Linked DNA regions of Sus scrofa: all the other regions are linked to region 1. A link is a contact called in public Hi-C and HiChIP or PLAC-seq data. All regions are on one chromosome and are shown on one strand. Each heading gives the region's core, a stretch centred on a gene start, on an enhancer-like site or on the middle of the called end of the contact. The rest is flanking DNA. Distances are from core to core; before and after follow the strand shown. Region 1 has its middle 230 kb from the start of IRS1. Region 2 holds the start of IRS1 (insulin receptor substrate 1). Region 3 overlaps IRS1 (insulin receptor substrate 1). Region 4 has its middle 430 kb from the start of IRS1. Region 5 overlaps IRS1 (insulin receptor substrate 1).

The links. A called contact is a pair of places that touch in the nucleus more often than the background predicts. HiChIP or PLAC-seq counts read pairs in DNA pulled down with a chosen protein or histone mark.
Region 2: an H3K27ac HiChIP or PLAC-seq map of alveolar macrophages shows a contact between it and region 1. The contact joins the promoter of IRS1 here to the enhancer-like site in region 1. A contact is called at or near these places in 1 of 5 promoter capture datasets (liver), 9 of 47 Hi-C or Micro-C datasets (embryonic fibroblasts, epiblast stem cells, liver and 2 more) and 2 of 2 datasets of contacts at active chromatin or transcription factors (alveolar macrophages and skeletal muscle).
Region 3: a contact with region 1 is called in an H3K27ac HiChIP or PLAC-seq map of alveolar macrophages. The contact joins two enhancer-like sites. A contact is called at or near these places in 2 of 2 datasets of contacts at active chromatin or transcription factors (alveolar macrophages and skeletal muscle).
Region 4: a contact with region 1 is called in a Hi-C map of skeletal muscle, with 4 times the contacts expected there. The contact joins two enhancer-like sites. A contact is called at or near these places in 2 of 47 Hi-C or Micro-C datasets (psoas muscle and skeletal muscle).
Region 5: a Hi-C map of liver shows a contact between it and region 1, with 2.5 times the contacts expected there. The contact joins two enhancer-like sites. A contact is called at or near these places in 6 of 47 Hi-C or Micro-C datasets (embryonic fibroblasts, liver and skeletal muscle) and 1 of 2 datasets of contacts at active chromatin or transcription factors (alveolar macrophages).

Annotation. Positions count from the first base shown.
Region 1 is chr15:128,076,812-128,079,602 of Sscrofa11.1, forward strand. No RefSeq gene overlaps it. Among named protein-coding and RNA genes, the nearest start is that of IRS1, 230 kb to the right of the region's middle. Within about 2 kb of position 1,435, at least 22 of the 83 cell types and tissues checked have an H3K27ac peak or open chromatin away from gene starts, as enhancers often do. A contact at or near this core is called in alveolar macrophages, embryonic fibroblasts, liver and 1 more, where this site is marked.
Region 2 is chr15:128,305,911-128,308,701 of Sscrofa11.1, forward strand. IRS1 (insulin receptor substrate 1) reads right to left here and starts at 1,374. Exons shown (of 2, transcript NM_001244489.1): 1 at 1-1,374. The coding sequence starts at 1,374.
Region 3 is chr15:128,283,036-128,285,826 of Sscrofa11.1, forward strand. The region is part of intron 1 of IRS1 (insulin receptor substrate 1); the gene reads right to left. Among named protein-coding and RNA genes, the nearest start is that of IRS1, 23 kb to the right of the region's middle. Within about 2 kb of position 1,351, at least 13 of the 83 cell types and tissues checked have an H3K27ac peak or open chromatin away from gene starts, as enhancers often do. A contact at or near this core is called in alveolar macrophages and skeletal muscle, where this site is marked.
Region 4 is chr15:127,877,197-127,879,987 of Sscrofa11.1, forward strand. No RefSeq gene overlaps it. Among named protein-coding and RNA genes, the nearest start is that of IRS1, 430 kb to the right of the region's middle. Within about 2 kb of position 1,370, at least 2 of the 83 cell types and tissues checked have an H3K27ac peak or open chromatin away from gene starts, as enhancers often do. A contact at or near this core is called in skeletal muscle, where this site is marked.
Region 5 is chr15:128,245,362-128,248,152 of Sscrofa11.1, forward strand. It overlaps IRS1 (insulin receptor substrate 1), which reads right to left. Exons shown (of 2, transcript NM_001244489.1): 2 at 485-1,551. Among named protein-coding and RNA genes, the nearest start is that of IRS1, 61 kb to the right of the region's middle. Within about 2 kb of position 1,385, at least 2 of the 83 cell types and tissues checked have an H3K27ac peak or open chromatin away from gene starts, as enhancers often do. A contact at or near this core is called in liver, where this site is marked.

The DNA of each region.
Region 1 (2,791 bases), core at 185-2,684:
AAAATGAAATGTTTCCTTTTTTACAATAAACTCCATTTTTTATTTGGAGGGCTCTTTCACTAGGTGAGGATAAGGAAGAGAGAAGCATAATCTCACAGAATGCAAGGTCATCCCCAGAGATGGCCCTGTGGCCTGACAAACATGAGTAGATCAAAACCTAGAAGTACAGGAGCAGCAGCTGCCCACACATCTGAGAGTCTCAGCTCTTCAGCAGTTAAGTGACAGAAACACTTCCTTTCAGCATAAGACCTCCCTGGGGCCACATCGGAGCCCCTCATGCATACCCAGGAAATCTATGACTAGGAGTAAGGAAACTCAATGAGGCTACTTCTGGCCCATGTGTCCAAACACTTCTCCTCAAGCCTTCTAAGCCATGCCATGGGAAATGTCTTATAAACTAGAAAAATTGAAACATCTAAGAGCTGTGCTCAGGAAGCAAAGAACTGGTCTCCTCAACTCTCAGGTGGACTAACCCAACAGACGTTTCAATTGTCTCTTCCCTGCTCCTTGCTGACACTAGCTCCTGGTTGTTTCTCAAAAGCCTATGTCTCAACTTTATTCTTCACCTTTGACTCTCATCACATGCCAAGTCCATGGACTGTTTATCTAGAAAGGGTGAGTAGAGAAAGAAGTTGCTGTGTCTTATGTCATCTGCATTGTGTGTGTGCTCCAGTTTTAAGGCTTAAAAAATTAGTCAAGAATTTAGTTCTTTTGTTCCACTGTAACAACTCCCACGAGGCATCTCTTGATATTTATTTGTTAGGTTATATATTCCTAACTATCTTCCTACCACATAATCAGCTGGCAAAAGCGCCTACCTTAAGGATATGTTAGCTCAAGCAAGGGGTATGTGGGCAGCTATCATGTTTTCCTCACATTTCAGACTTGCGTGTTTAAGGCTGATGAGTCTTCCTGAACTACAGATGAATGCAATACACGCAGGTCTTTTCAGCCTCTCTGGGAGCCCATGTGCTGATGACCTTGTATTCATAAGTACATTTGAAAATTTGATTAACTATTTTTAATTCCTTAGTTCTCTCATTGGTAGCTGTGTCACCATATTCGCAGGAAAAAAATAATAATAATAATTCTAGATCTCTGCAGTCTCCTTAATAACAAGGCAATAGAGCCATTAAGGCTTGGGATGTGTTTCCAATAAATAAGAACAGTATTTAACCATATGTACAAATGGTAGAAGTATGTACAACGGAGTCATTTTTGAATAAGGGATTGCGTGGGAATCATCCATCAACAGTGTATTAATCTGCCAGAGCTGCCGTTAACAAAGCATCGCAGACTGGGGGACACCAACATTTATTTCTCACAGTTCTGGAGGCAGGAAATCCAAGGTCAAGTTGTCAGCAAGGCTGGTGTCTCCTGAGGCCTCTCCCCTTGGCCTGGAGATGCCACCTTCTCGATGTGTCCTCACGTGGCCTGTCCTCTAAGCCTGGGCATCCCTAGTGTCTCTTCCTCTTCTTAGGAGTGCACTGGTCCCCGGACTTGGACCCCACCCTCATGACCGCCTCGAACCCAAATTCTTTCTTCAAAGGCCCCATCTCCAAACTCAGTCATATTAGGAATTAGGGGCTCTACATATGAATTTGGGGGTGGTGGGGGGAGATACAATTCAGACCACAGCAAATATTATACATCAGTGACTCTACATAATAAGTAAAACCTATAAGCTCAATAAAGACGTTCCTTCTCTTCACACGCAGCCTTAGAATAAGGATTTTTAATTTTGTTTTTTCCTGCCAAAGGCTAACAATTCAAGTTGCTTCCCTTTTACCAATAGAGAAGCTGACTCAGTGCCTGGCTGTTTGCAATGCTGATCCCTGATGCAACCGTGGAAAAAATGGGACAGAGAGGAGTCAGCAAGGGATGTGGGTGTGACTAACGATGACTCACAAGGCGAGTGATCTGATTGCATCCAAATCACTACCGTGCCCTCCTCCCACTTACCAGTAGCAGTTCTTCCCTCTGACAAGGAGAAGCCCCTGTCCCCTTTCCTGGAACACCACTTCATTTATGCATTCAAAGCTCACATTTCTCCAACCCTCTTTCTCAACCGTGTTTGGCCGTGAGAAACACCCTCAATTATAGCTTAGCCATTACAAACACCAAAGGGCATAAGCCCTCAGGACAAACAGGGGTGAAAAACCAGGACAAACAGGGGTGAAAAACTCTCATGGAAAAAAAAAAAAATCCCCTTGTAGAAGAATACTGTTGAATTCAAAGTGATAGGATTCCTTGTCTGTCAGAATTGAACGTGAAGTAGACCTCCAAAAAAATCACTAGATCCCGAAGGAATTTAAAAATTATTCTTTTGGGGAATTTAGCTGCCTTTTTTTTTTCTTCTGAAGAGTCCTGGTGTACTGCAGCCACAAAACATGAGCGTAAAATAAATGTCTCTGTGAAGCAACTATTGCTTTCATGTTAATGAAACTACCTAAGAAGCAATGTTTAGGGACAAGAGTCACTACCACAATGGCTATGATTCTCTGTACATTTTCCTTTTATGAAATTTGTGAACTTTTGGCCTTTTTTATGGTTCCATTAGAATCTAAGACAGCACACACATAGACACAAACACAGTACGGAGATGATACTAAAGGCAAGATTGCACTAATCTATCTTTATATAAAGAGCACGTTAATTTGCCACTTAAGTTCAGAGTCAATTGCTTGGCTTTCTAGAAAATGTAATATCTATCATGAGTTTTAACCCTAAGGCTAGCCAGCCTCACCTTTCAAAATTAGATACTTGGAGTTTATTTCCTCTGTGAATAAAG
Region 2 (2,791 bases), core at 124-2,623, 230 kb after region 1:
ACCGCGGGCGGGCGGGGTGTGGCCCAGGGAATCCGGCGTGACACTGCGGAAGGAACTTCGGAAATCACAGGGGCTAGAGCCATACTCATCGGAAGAGATGAAACCGCCGTCACTGGGGGACCCGGACACAGAAGCACTAGACCGCCGCGGGAAGAGACAGTCCGAGGTGGAGCCATGGCCGCTGGTGCTGCTGGACGACAGGCTGACCGGGCTGGTGGCGGAGGGTGAGCAGCGAGAGGAAGGCATGGGAATAGAGCGGCTGTGGTTAAGAGGCGGGTGCAGCCGGGAGCTGCCTCGATGCCGGTGGGCGTGAGTCCTGTTGGTGCTAGGGCTCACAGGACTGCCGTCCACAGAGGCGGGGCGAGACATGGTGCCTTCCCCATCACTGGACGCACGGACGCGGAAGGAGCCCTGCTTCCCGCCCACCAAGCTGGCCGGGGAGGTGGCAGTGATGCTCTCTGTGCGTGAGCGGCGGGTCAGCCCCACCTGGCTGGGCGGAGGGTTGTTGAGGTGGTGCCTGCGCAGAGGTACACTGATGGGGTTGGAGCAGTTAGAGGAGGACTGGCTCTTGCTTCGAGGGCGGAACTCATCGCTCATGGCCCGCATGGCCTCCAGGATTGTCTCATGCATATTCTGGGCCACCACAGAATCATCCACCTGCATCCAAAACTCCCCGGGTCCCGTCACTGCAGAACGGCCCACTTCGATGAAGAAGAAGTTCTCTGAGTGGCCACAGCGCCTGATGTTCATCAGCTGCAGCACCACAGCCGCCGCCTCCGAGTTCAGCTTCACGAAACTGATGGTCTTGCTGGTCAGGCAGAGGCGGTAGATGCCAATCAGGTTCTTTGTCTGACCCAGGCCTTTGGGTTTCAGGATCACCTGCCAAACCTCCTTGAAGGCGGGTCCTGGGGGCACGTCTCCGTAGCTCAAGTCCTCCCCAGCCTCGCCGAGGCCAGAGCTGCCACTGCAGCTGCCCCCACCGCCTCCCGCCCCGGGGCCTGCGGCCCCGTCGTGGTGGCCCTTGGCACGGTTGTGCAGCTGCAGGAGGGCCTGGTACCAGCTGTCCTGTTCGGCCTCGCTGTCCGCCGCGATGGCAAAGTGCTCGTCCCGGGTGTAGAGGGCCACCAGGTGCTTGTTCTTGGAATCCGCCCGCTTGTTGATGTTGAAGCAGCTCTCCAGGGGGATCGAGCGTTTGGGGGCGCTCGACTTGTGCCGCCACTTCTTCTCGTTCTCGTAGTACTCGAGGCGCGCGGGGCCCCCAGCCTCGCTGGCCGCCCGCAGCACGAAAAAGCGCTTGTGCATGCTCTTGGGTTTGCGCAGGTAGCCCACCTTGCGCACGTCCGAGAAGCCATCCGTCTCGGGAGGGCTCGCCATGCTGCCGCCGCCACCGCCGCCGAGGAGAGGGAGGCGCCGAAAAACAACCGGGTGGGGGGCGGAGGCTCCTCGCCGCGGCCCCGCACATGCAAACAGGGCTGGAGGCGGCAGAAACCCCGACTCCGAAATCCACGCCGCCCTCCGCGCCGGGGAGGGGCAGCCGAGGGAGGACGCAGCAGCTGCGCCAAGGAGATAGCCCCGACCGGAGTTTACTGGCGTTTCATGCCCTGGGGGGAGGCAGCGCGTCCGGCGTGAGTGCAGCCCGGATCCTCGGGGAGCCAAATCTCTTCTCAGCCGCCGCGGCTGGGAAGGAGAGAAGATGCATCGCTCGCCGCCAGGGCTGGAGTCCGGCGCGCAGGCGGCGGCGGCCGGGGGTCCCCGCGTTGCCCCTCCAGGCACGCGCGCCTTCCCTCCTGAGTTCCCCTCTGGAAGTAGCGATTCCCGAGGCAAATTAAATATCCTTGGGCAGGGGGAGGCGAGCTGCCAAGTCCCAACGTTGCACGGGGTTCTCCCTCCTCCTTCTCCTTCGCCTCCTCCTCCGCCTCCTCCCACCCCCCAACCGTCCCCGCCGCCACCAGCCGCCCAAATACCAGCTCAGTCGCAGAGACCGCGGCGCTGCGGCTGTTGCTGCTGCTGCTGCCGCCGCCCGCGGACGCGTCCTCTGCAGCCCCCATTCGGGCCCATCTCCACAGGCGAAGAAAGTGGCTTTTCCACGCAAAACGCTACTGGGGAGCTGGGGACGCGCCGGAGGGACAGGCTCATCCCTGCCCCTCGCTCCAGTCGGCAGGGGAGGAGGGGAGGGGACGAGGGCGGGAGGCAAGGGGGGAGGTTGGGGAAGGAGTCGGGGAAGACGCCTCTTCCCCGGGAGGCGCTGCTGCAGCAGTTACTTCTCCCCGCCTCCCTCCTCCTCGGAGAGTTGCCGAGAGCCCCAACCAAAACAAGCAGCGGCGTCTGGCTCTGCGCGTCGGCCCCCTCCGACCGCGCCGCCGTCTCACTCAGGAGAGAAACACGTGATGGAGCCTCCGCGCTCCGCAGCCCGGCTGCCGCCGCCGCCGCCGGGAGGCTCCCGCCTGGGTCTCTACATTCCCGGTTGAGCCCGCCCCGCGCCCGCCCCTCTCCGCCCCCCGGTCGTGCCGCAGAGGCGCCCGCGCCGGCTTCAGCGCTGCGCTCGGGCAGCGCCCCTGCGCGGCCGCCCGCCCTGGCGCAGAGCCTTCCTCCCCGAGCGCCACCCAGGGTGCCCCCGGCCCGCAGGAATCCCCGCCGCGGGCGCGGGCGGGGGTGTTTGGGTGGCTACCCGAAAGCACGAGGGGAATCTGGGAAAACGGGGGGTGTGCGTGTGCCGAACTCGGGAAGACGCAGGAGTGAGGGTGGGGGGCGACGGGCGGGGAGTTGGGGGGCGGGCACTGCGGCTACAGAG
Region 3 (2,791 bases), core at 101-2,600, 210 kb after region 1:
ATCCAGTGTTGCCGGGAGCTGTGGTGTAGGTCGCAGACGTGGCTCGGATCTGACGCTGCTGTGGCTGTGGCGTCGGCTGGTGGCTGCAGCTCCGATTAGACCCCTAGCCTGGGAATCCCCATATGCCGAGGGGGCTGCCCTAAAAAGCAAAAAACAAAACAAAGAAAACAAACACGGTAATCTTTAAAATCACAACACAGCCAGTACTACCATTCATTTTCAGACAGCAAGAGGAAAAGAGCATTCTTGTAGCTAGCTTTCACTCTCCATGGCCTCTTTTCTTTAAGACTAGTAAACTGCACCATTTAGACCAACCTTCAAGAGTTAATCCAGTTCCTTCGCTAAGTAGGTGAGTCATGCTTCCTGTTCCCCATCTCACAAAGGCCACCCTTCTGCCCAGCACAGCACACAACACCAGATCTTTCTGGCAAAGGGTGCAGAGACTCAAGAGCAGAGATATTTATAAACAAGACTTTTTGTGGAAGAAAACCTTCAGTGCCACCCAGTAATACTTGTATTTTCCATACTTAGTGTATAATTAAATCCATGAGAACTATAAAATGCAGGTTAACATGCCTTTTTTTTATATCTAATAAATACATTTCACTCTTTAATCCTGATTTATACCTTCAGCTTATAATTTAGCCCACGTGTAGAACTTTGGTTTTTTTTTTCCCTACATCAACCCAGTTTCTTAAGACTCTTAACAGTGCAACACACTCACACTTCATGAAACAAGTATTGGAACTAGAGAGTCAATGGCCATGCCCCCTTTTGGTCAGGTCCATCACAGTACACTCATCCAGCCAAGAAGTCCGAGGAAGCTGAGTGAGTTTGCAAAGTATGTTAATAAGGAAGCAACATAAACTAAGAGGACCCTTGAGTGAAAGGGGGCGTGGTGCCGTCTAAACTCACCACAGCAAACCCTAGGCTCGAAAGGCAACTCAATGTTTACAACTGTACTTTTACTGGGGCCTTAGAACAACACTGTAAGATAGATGGGGCGAATATCACTACCTCCAATTTTAAGGACCAGAAAATCAGATCAAAGAATGCTGGATCCCAGGAAGGGGCAGAAGTAGGAATAAAAGTCACATCTCCTCTTTTCTTGTCTATTCATTCTCCTCCTACCATATCATTTGACCTCTCACGTACAATGGCCAGCCTGGAAAAATGATGCTGGTAAATTCACCCCAGACCCTTCAACTTGTACCCCCTACTCCCCTTTTTTTAATCCTCTTATAGGAGCTGATTACATGAAAAGAAATCAGGAAAGCAGAACTGAAACTTAAAGCTTATTCCACTGATAAGGATACTTATACAGGAAGCAATAAATTACCATTGCTTCCTGTTTTCAAGTATTCTTATCTGTAGGACACTACATTTTTTTCCACCACAGAATCTCACATTTAGGACACTTCCCGAAATAGAATCTTCTGATCTTCAGCTGTCAGCTGAAGTTGTTTCATAAATAGCCCAGCATATGTACTCCGGAGGCTTGCTAACACTCTAAATGCAAATATAGTCCAGTCACACCAATTCCTCTTAGGCTCTGGTGACAATTGAGAACGTACAAAATCCAGCAGCCCCAGAAATTCTATGGAGGAGCCCACGAATGTCTGTAGTCAATGACCTGTAGAACTCTATTGGGACATTTCTGGAAATTTTGAAATAAAAGCCATGAGCTTTTATATATATATATATATCTCCCTACATTTAATATATGGTTCATAAAGAACCTACGATTTGTTTCAGGTCAGTTAATTTTTAAATAGTTTTACAAACAGCTTTTATCCAAAGATTCATTTTGGTGAAAAGAATAAGCATAAAGAAACCCCTGGGTCCTGTATTTTAAACAACTTTTCCAGAGGCTTTGCTAGTCAACAAGTACAGACAGCAAACGTGATTATAAGGGAATGAGTTTGAAAAATTGCTCATGTAACCCAAGGTTAAATACATGGAGACGCACACACATACGGAGGTATAAAAATGCCTAACTCTAATCTTTATGATCTAGTATGTCAGGAATTCTATTGCCAGAATTACACAACAAGCTGAGACCATTTCAGAGAGAAAGAGGGAAAAAAAAAAAAAAATCAATGTCTGTGTTTTAAAGGGGAAAAAAAAGGGACTGCAGGGAATGGGACCATGAGGCATAAATGGCCTGGGATTTTATCATCTGTCTTTTGTGTCCTGGTAACCAAACAAAACATCTGTGCCTGTATGGCCCCCTTATCACTCCCTCCTCTAATAACCTGCCCTACACTCACCCCAGGTGGGTAAGAAGGGATTTTACCTGTGTTGATGGAAGCTTAAGAGAAGAGTCTTAAGGTTGATCTCACTTTGAATATAATAAAAAATATGGTTGAGTGTCTTTTGGGTTTCTTTGCATTAAAAAAAATTTTTTTATTATGATTGATTTACAGTGTTCCATCAATTTCTGCTGTACAGCAAAGTGACCCAGTCATATACATATGTACATTCTTTTGAGTGTTGACTCTATAAATATGCTCTTCAAGCCCCTTTAAGCCAATTGCCAAGAAGCTGCCTTTTTCACACAAAGGTGATAAACACAGATTCACACAGAGGGGCCCCTTTATGAGCCTGGGAATAATTCCGAAGTCCAGGAAGGAAACCGCTGTCCCCAGACTACAGATCCAAACAGGCAGGAGGGCCTGATCAGTTCCATATTCCCAGGGGATGCCCAGAATGGCTGATGACCAAATTCACAGGAACTTGATTAACCTGATTCTCTAAGAAACAATGATTATAAGGAAAAAAGAGGTGGAAT
Region 4 (2,791 bases), core at 120-2,619, 200 kb before region 1:
CCTTCCACGTCACCCAGCATATGGAAGAGAGCTATATTCTTAGGACTTGTGGGTACAACGTGATGCTCCAGAAACTGAAGAAATCTCCTAGGAGATTGGCCTCCCTGCCTTCTTAGTAGTAGGGAGCACAAGATGTAGCCAATTAACTTATACTTTGGAGGTTATGTACTGTAAATCTCCTGACAACTGGATTCCTAAATGTTTACTAAAGAGATAGGTCCCGGATTCATCACTGAGTTTACCTCCCACCCTCTAGAGTGTTTTTATCTCATAGAGGTCTCCAGCATTCTAAGCACTTCTTGCTCAGCCTGCTCGACATGACACATTTGATATATGGTAGCAACATGATGTTCTTTAGGATATACAGATGGATTTGTGTCTTTGTGAAAGAGGAAGAGAATTAACATAGCATTGGGAAAAACTATAATTATTGTTGTGTAGTCCTTATGAATGTGAACTGTTTCTGTCTTTCTCTTCTGAGTGGAATAAAAAAGAACGCACTCACCAAATTAGTGGCCGTATGCAATCTACCTTAGACCTTATAAATTTCTAGCAATGATACCACACCCAATACAGCAGCTGTCATTGAGCTATTTGAGTGTTTGTGGTAGTCTATAGTCATTCTTCAGGATTCATTCAGTTTCTGCAGGGTCCAGAATGATGAACTACATGAAACTTGACGGATGAATGGATTAGGAGATGTGGTACATGTATACAATGGAATGCTACTCAGCCATAAAAAAGGATGAAATAATGCAGTTTGCAGCAACATGAATTCAACTAGAGATTCTCACACTAAGTGAAGTAAGTTATAAAGAGAAAAACAAATACCATATGACATCACTTACATGTGGAATCTAAAATATGGTACAAATGAAACGATCCATAAGATAGAAACATACTCACAGAATTTTGGTTGTCAAGGGGGAAGGGGAGGGAGTGGGATGAATGAGGAGTTTGGGGTTAGTAGATGCAAAGTATTACATTTAGAATAGGTAAGCAATGAGATTCCACTACACAGCACAGGGAAGTATCCAATCTTTAGGGATAGAACATGATGGAAAAAAGTATGAGTAGAAGAATGTATATATGTGTGTGACTGGGTCACTATGCTGTACAGCAAAAATTGATACAACATTGTAAATCAACTACACTTTAATAAAAAATACATTAAAATTTAAAAGGACATGATGGAGAGAGAACACTATCTTTTAGGTCTTTAATGGTGGCATTAAACTCCACCATTCCGTTGGGCTGTATGTTATTTTGACTTATCCTCAAGGTGGAGGATGGGAAGGAGCAGGAATGTCCCAGCTCTGATCTTCCTGCTATGCACAGTCATTGGCTGATAACAGACCAGGGAAAGCATGGCTACGGTAAGGTCAATCCAAATAGCAGCAGCTGAGGCTGTCTGCCAATGACTCTTTGTAGGTTCTCTCAAAGGGAGAATTGAATTACAGCTCTGTCACCATCTCAGCTAGATCAATCTACATTTATACATTGATCTCTACATCTAAATATGTAACACCTCACCGTACACAATTAGGATTTACCCCAAGAATTCAATATATTTATTCACGCTAGGAGATATTTTAGTAGAATTCATCAAATTACCAGGTTGGCATTGGGGGAACATATAAGCAAATCAAAAGATGGCAATGGTTTTATTTTGAGGTGCTTTTATGCCTATTCAAAATTTTCAACATGCAAATTTTTTGCAATTGCATAGGAATTTTTTTTTTTTTTTTGGTCTTCTTAGGGCCACACCCCCGGCACATGGAGGTGCCCAGGCTGTGAGTCGAATTGGAGCTGCAGCTGCCAGCCTATACCACAGCCACAGCAACGCCAGATCCAAGCAGTGTCTGTGACCTATACCACAGCTCATGGCAATGCTGGATCCTTAACCCACTGAGCAAGGCCAGGGATTGAACCTGCGTCCTTATGGATGCTAGTCAGATTCTTTTTCACTTAGCCATGACAGGAACTCCAACAATTATTTTGAAAGAAAATTGAGAGACTTCTCTGCTCATTCTATAAATAAATAGCTTTGAGAACCAACTGATTATCATAATCTGACCATATTAAGAGCTTTGGCCAATCAGATCAATCAAGTCTCTCAAGTTTGTACAACTCCGTCATCCTCACCATAGCATGCCTGCCACGGGGCTACTTACATTTGCATCACCTCTGGAGTATCCCATCAGTTAAAGATAATGTGGAATGTTTCCAAGGACCCCCGTGTGGTTTCTTTCCCTCTGAGTGAGAATGGAAAGAGACATCGTAGTATCAAGAAGTCATCACATACTTTGAATAGCCAGGAACTCTAGAACCTGGACAGAGTTTCACACAGAAAATGAAAATACATTATAGATTTAATTTTATGTTCTGGAGTGTAGCAAACAATTTCTTTTAGGATGAGCTTTCTCCAAACACAGCAAGTTAGGAAACTTTCACACATAGAAACCAAGAGGACCCGGAATGCTCAACAAGCTGGGTACAAGCTGAGCCGCAAGAGCAAACTAAGCACATTTAAAAATAACAATAAGGATAATAAAGCTAATAATTATAATCTCCCTGGTGAGATAAAAGGTCACTGTGACCACCAGATTGCCATACCAGCTATTCTGCCTGGCATGATGCTTACTTGGCCCTTGTGCATTGGTAAGTCCAGAGCCAGGCTGCAGGCAGGCACCAGCCCAGGCTTCCATTTGCTTACCCTCCAGCAACTGCCAATGGTTCAGGTTGCAAATTTGTTTATATTTAGAAGAACAGGTGTGCGGCTCAGTTCTAA
Region 5 (2,791 bases), core at 135-2,634, 170 kb after region 1:
TAATTTTTTTTTTTTTTTTAAGTACATTCACTGCCATTTCTCGTTCATAAGGAAGAAATTCCAGGTTGGGTGTAGTTTCCAAACAAGAAAAGGATTAACGTTTTCACTGCTGGCTAGATGTTTCAGTGGCAGGTCCTGAAGCGTGGACGAGCTCTCCATGCACTGGGCTGTATGAACGAATCACCACTAGGCCAGGAGCCACCTGGCCGCATGGACCAAGTTACATTCAGTTATGTGACGTCACATTGGACGTTCTCAGAAAAACATGAGTTAAAGAGTCTTCAGGAAGGGGATATGTATGCGGCCCTGGTCATGCTAAAAAACAATTTCTGGAATTTTAATTTATGGTTGGTTGGACATTAAAGACAAGCACTCACTTGTCTTAACATCTTTCTTGAGACAATGCAGGACATGACCGATCCTAACGTGTGCAACAGGGAAAAAACAAATGGTGCCAATGGAACAGGAAGCTTACAGAAGTGGGGGGAGGGGGAGAAGAAAGATCAACAGTCTCTAGTTTATTATGAATAGAAAGAAATTTCCAGAATTTACAAACACCCACATTGTTCATTCCAAAGAGAGCTTTTGATTCAAAGGGATCCCCCATGTCTCCTCCTCTTTACAGTATATACAATGGAAGACTCTGATTTCCTTTTTTTGCAATTTTGCTTCCATTCAATGGCCAAGTTCAAGCTGACACTTGAAAATACCCAGTAGCCTCTATCCTTCTTCAGTTTCATTAACATGGCCTACTGCCTTACAGAAAAAAAAAAAAAAAAAAAAAAAAAAAAATGAAGATCAATTCTTGGAAGGATCTCAGCTCAACATCAGGGCTATATTACACGACAAGTTATCAGCAAATATAACTATACAACTGAGAACCATCTATGGCACTATGATTCTTATTATATTATTTTTCTGAATTACAATCTTAAAACAAGGATCGTACCCTAGTCTACGCTGTTAGCCTTGTTTTAAGCCTCTGCTCCACTCTTTACAACAGAACACTGTATATACCTCAGTTCCACATCCAAAAAAGAGATGTGCTGTAAGAAAAGTTACATTTTAATTAAAAAAATTACACATATAAATCAAAAACCTATGTTAAATATTTAATACTCTCTCCACCCAACGCGAACAGTTTCGTATGAAATAATTTACAATGATGCTCTGTCGCACACAGTTTCAGCAGCAGATGAAATGTGTCTTGTAAATGCAATGAGCGTAAACCCATTCTCCCGTGGCATGGTGGAGGGCCCATCAGCTCATGTGGCCAGCTAAGTCCTTAAGGTCGAAGATGAAGTTTATGCAGGTTCATTGTTCTGGTGTCACAGTGCTTTTTATTTATTTATTTATTTTCTTGGCACGATAGAGAGCGTGCAGTTCAGTCAACAAACTCCTGAGGATTGTGTAAAGTAAACAAACTGAAATGGATGCATCGTACCATCTACTGAGGAGGAAGGTGTGAGGTCCTGGTTGTGAATCATGAAATAGAGTCTGGGTACCCATGAGTTTAAAGGAGAATTTGCTGAGGTCATTTAGGTCTTCATTCTGAAAAGGAAAAGGAAAGAATTCGTCATCATCGGCATCTCAAAATGAGGATCACTTTTTTCGGGTTTTTCTTTAAAAAGGGATGGCACCAGATAAGCTGGGGTCACAGGCACAAACAGTACTGTGTACGTAGGTAAAATCAACAAACAGTATTTAACTTCTTTTTTTTTTTTAATGCAAGGGTCTAAAGTAATCACAAACGGAAAAGAGTCAATATTAAGTCAGCAAACAAATCAATATGATTTGGAGGTTTCAGATGTTTAGCAACTCAAAAACATAAAACATCTTGATGTTCTTATGATCAAACCAAAAACGTCCACTACAGTTACTGTGTAAAACAACTACGAAGTATGGCACACAGGTTACAGTCAGGCTATGCTTACATATTTGAATTAAAAGTCAGCTGCAGATTTTAGAACTGGAAGTTGCAGGGATCAACCTTACAAAATCCGAAATCGGTTTTTAACATGACATTGTTTGACAGGAGAATTTCAGATGCAAAAGGATATCCAAGCCCAAGAGACCTGGTTGATCATTAAATAAAGAGAAGGTTCCGATGTAGATCTAATAGAAATAAGTTATTCTGCCAGAAACACAACATTTCTCCTATGAAATTTCAAAAGCCAACCTCAGGATGCGTTATTCATTTATCCCCAGAGAAGGAACACCTTTTCAACCTCCTAAAGCCTCTTTTGCTCTCAAGTCTTAATACCAGATAGTCTTCTGAGGTCTCTATTTTTCAGGCATCCCAAAGGTCTCTATAAATATCAATGTTTATAGAATGTCCTGAGCAGGAGGTGGCACAGAGCTAAGCAATAAATACCTGTTAAACGAGTGAATGGCTGCATTAGGCACTACAGAGGATACAAAGGTGAATTCTGCTATAGGCTCTTCTTTCTAGAAATTCTACCAAGGAAGGTAAGTTCCATTCCCAGATAGAATACAAAGAAACAGAGTGAATTCCATGATAGATGCACACGGGCAAAAAGCTCTAGATGCATTGAGGAGGGAGGGACGCGGCTTCTACCTGGGAAAGTAAAGGAAGTACCCTGCGGACACACTCGGCTTGGTTTGGAAGAAATGGCATAGTCTGGGGGTGTGGAAATGGGTATGGTGTTTCAGCATCTCCAGAGCCTAGCGCAAGGGCTGGCATCAAGAGAGAACTCCCCAAATAGGAGCGGAATGAATGGAAGGGACAAAGCACACTTCTGCTGAGGGCACAGAACCAAACAGCACCCGG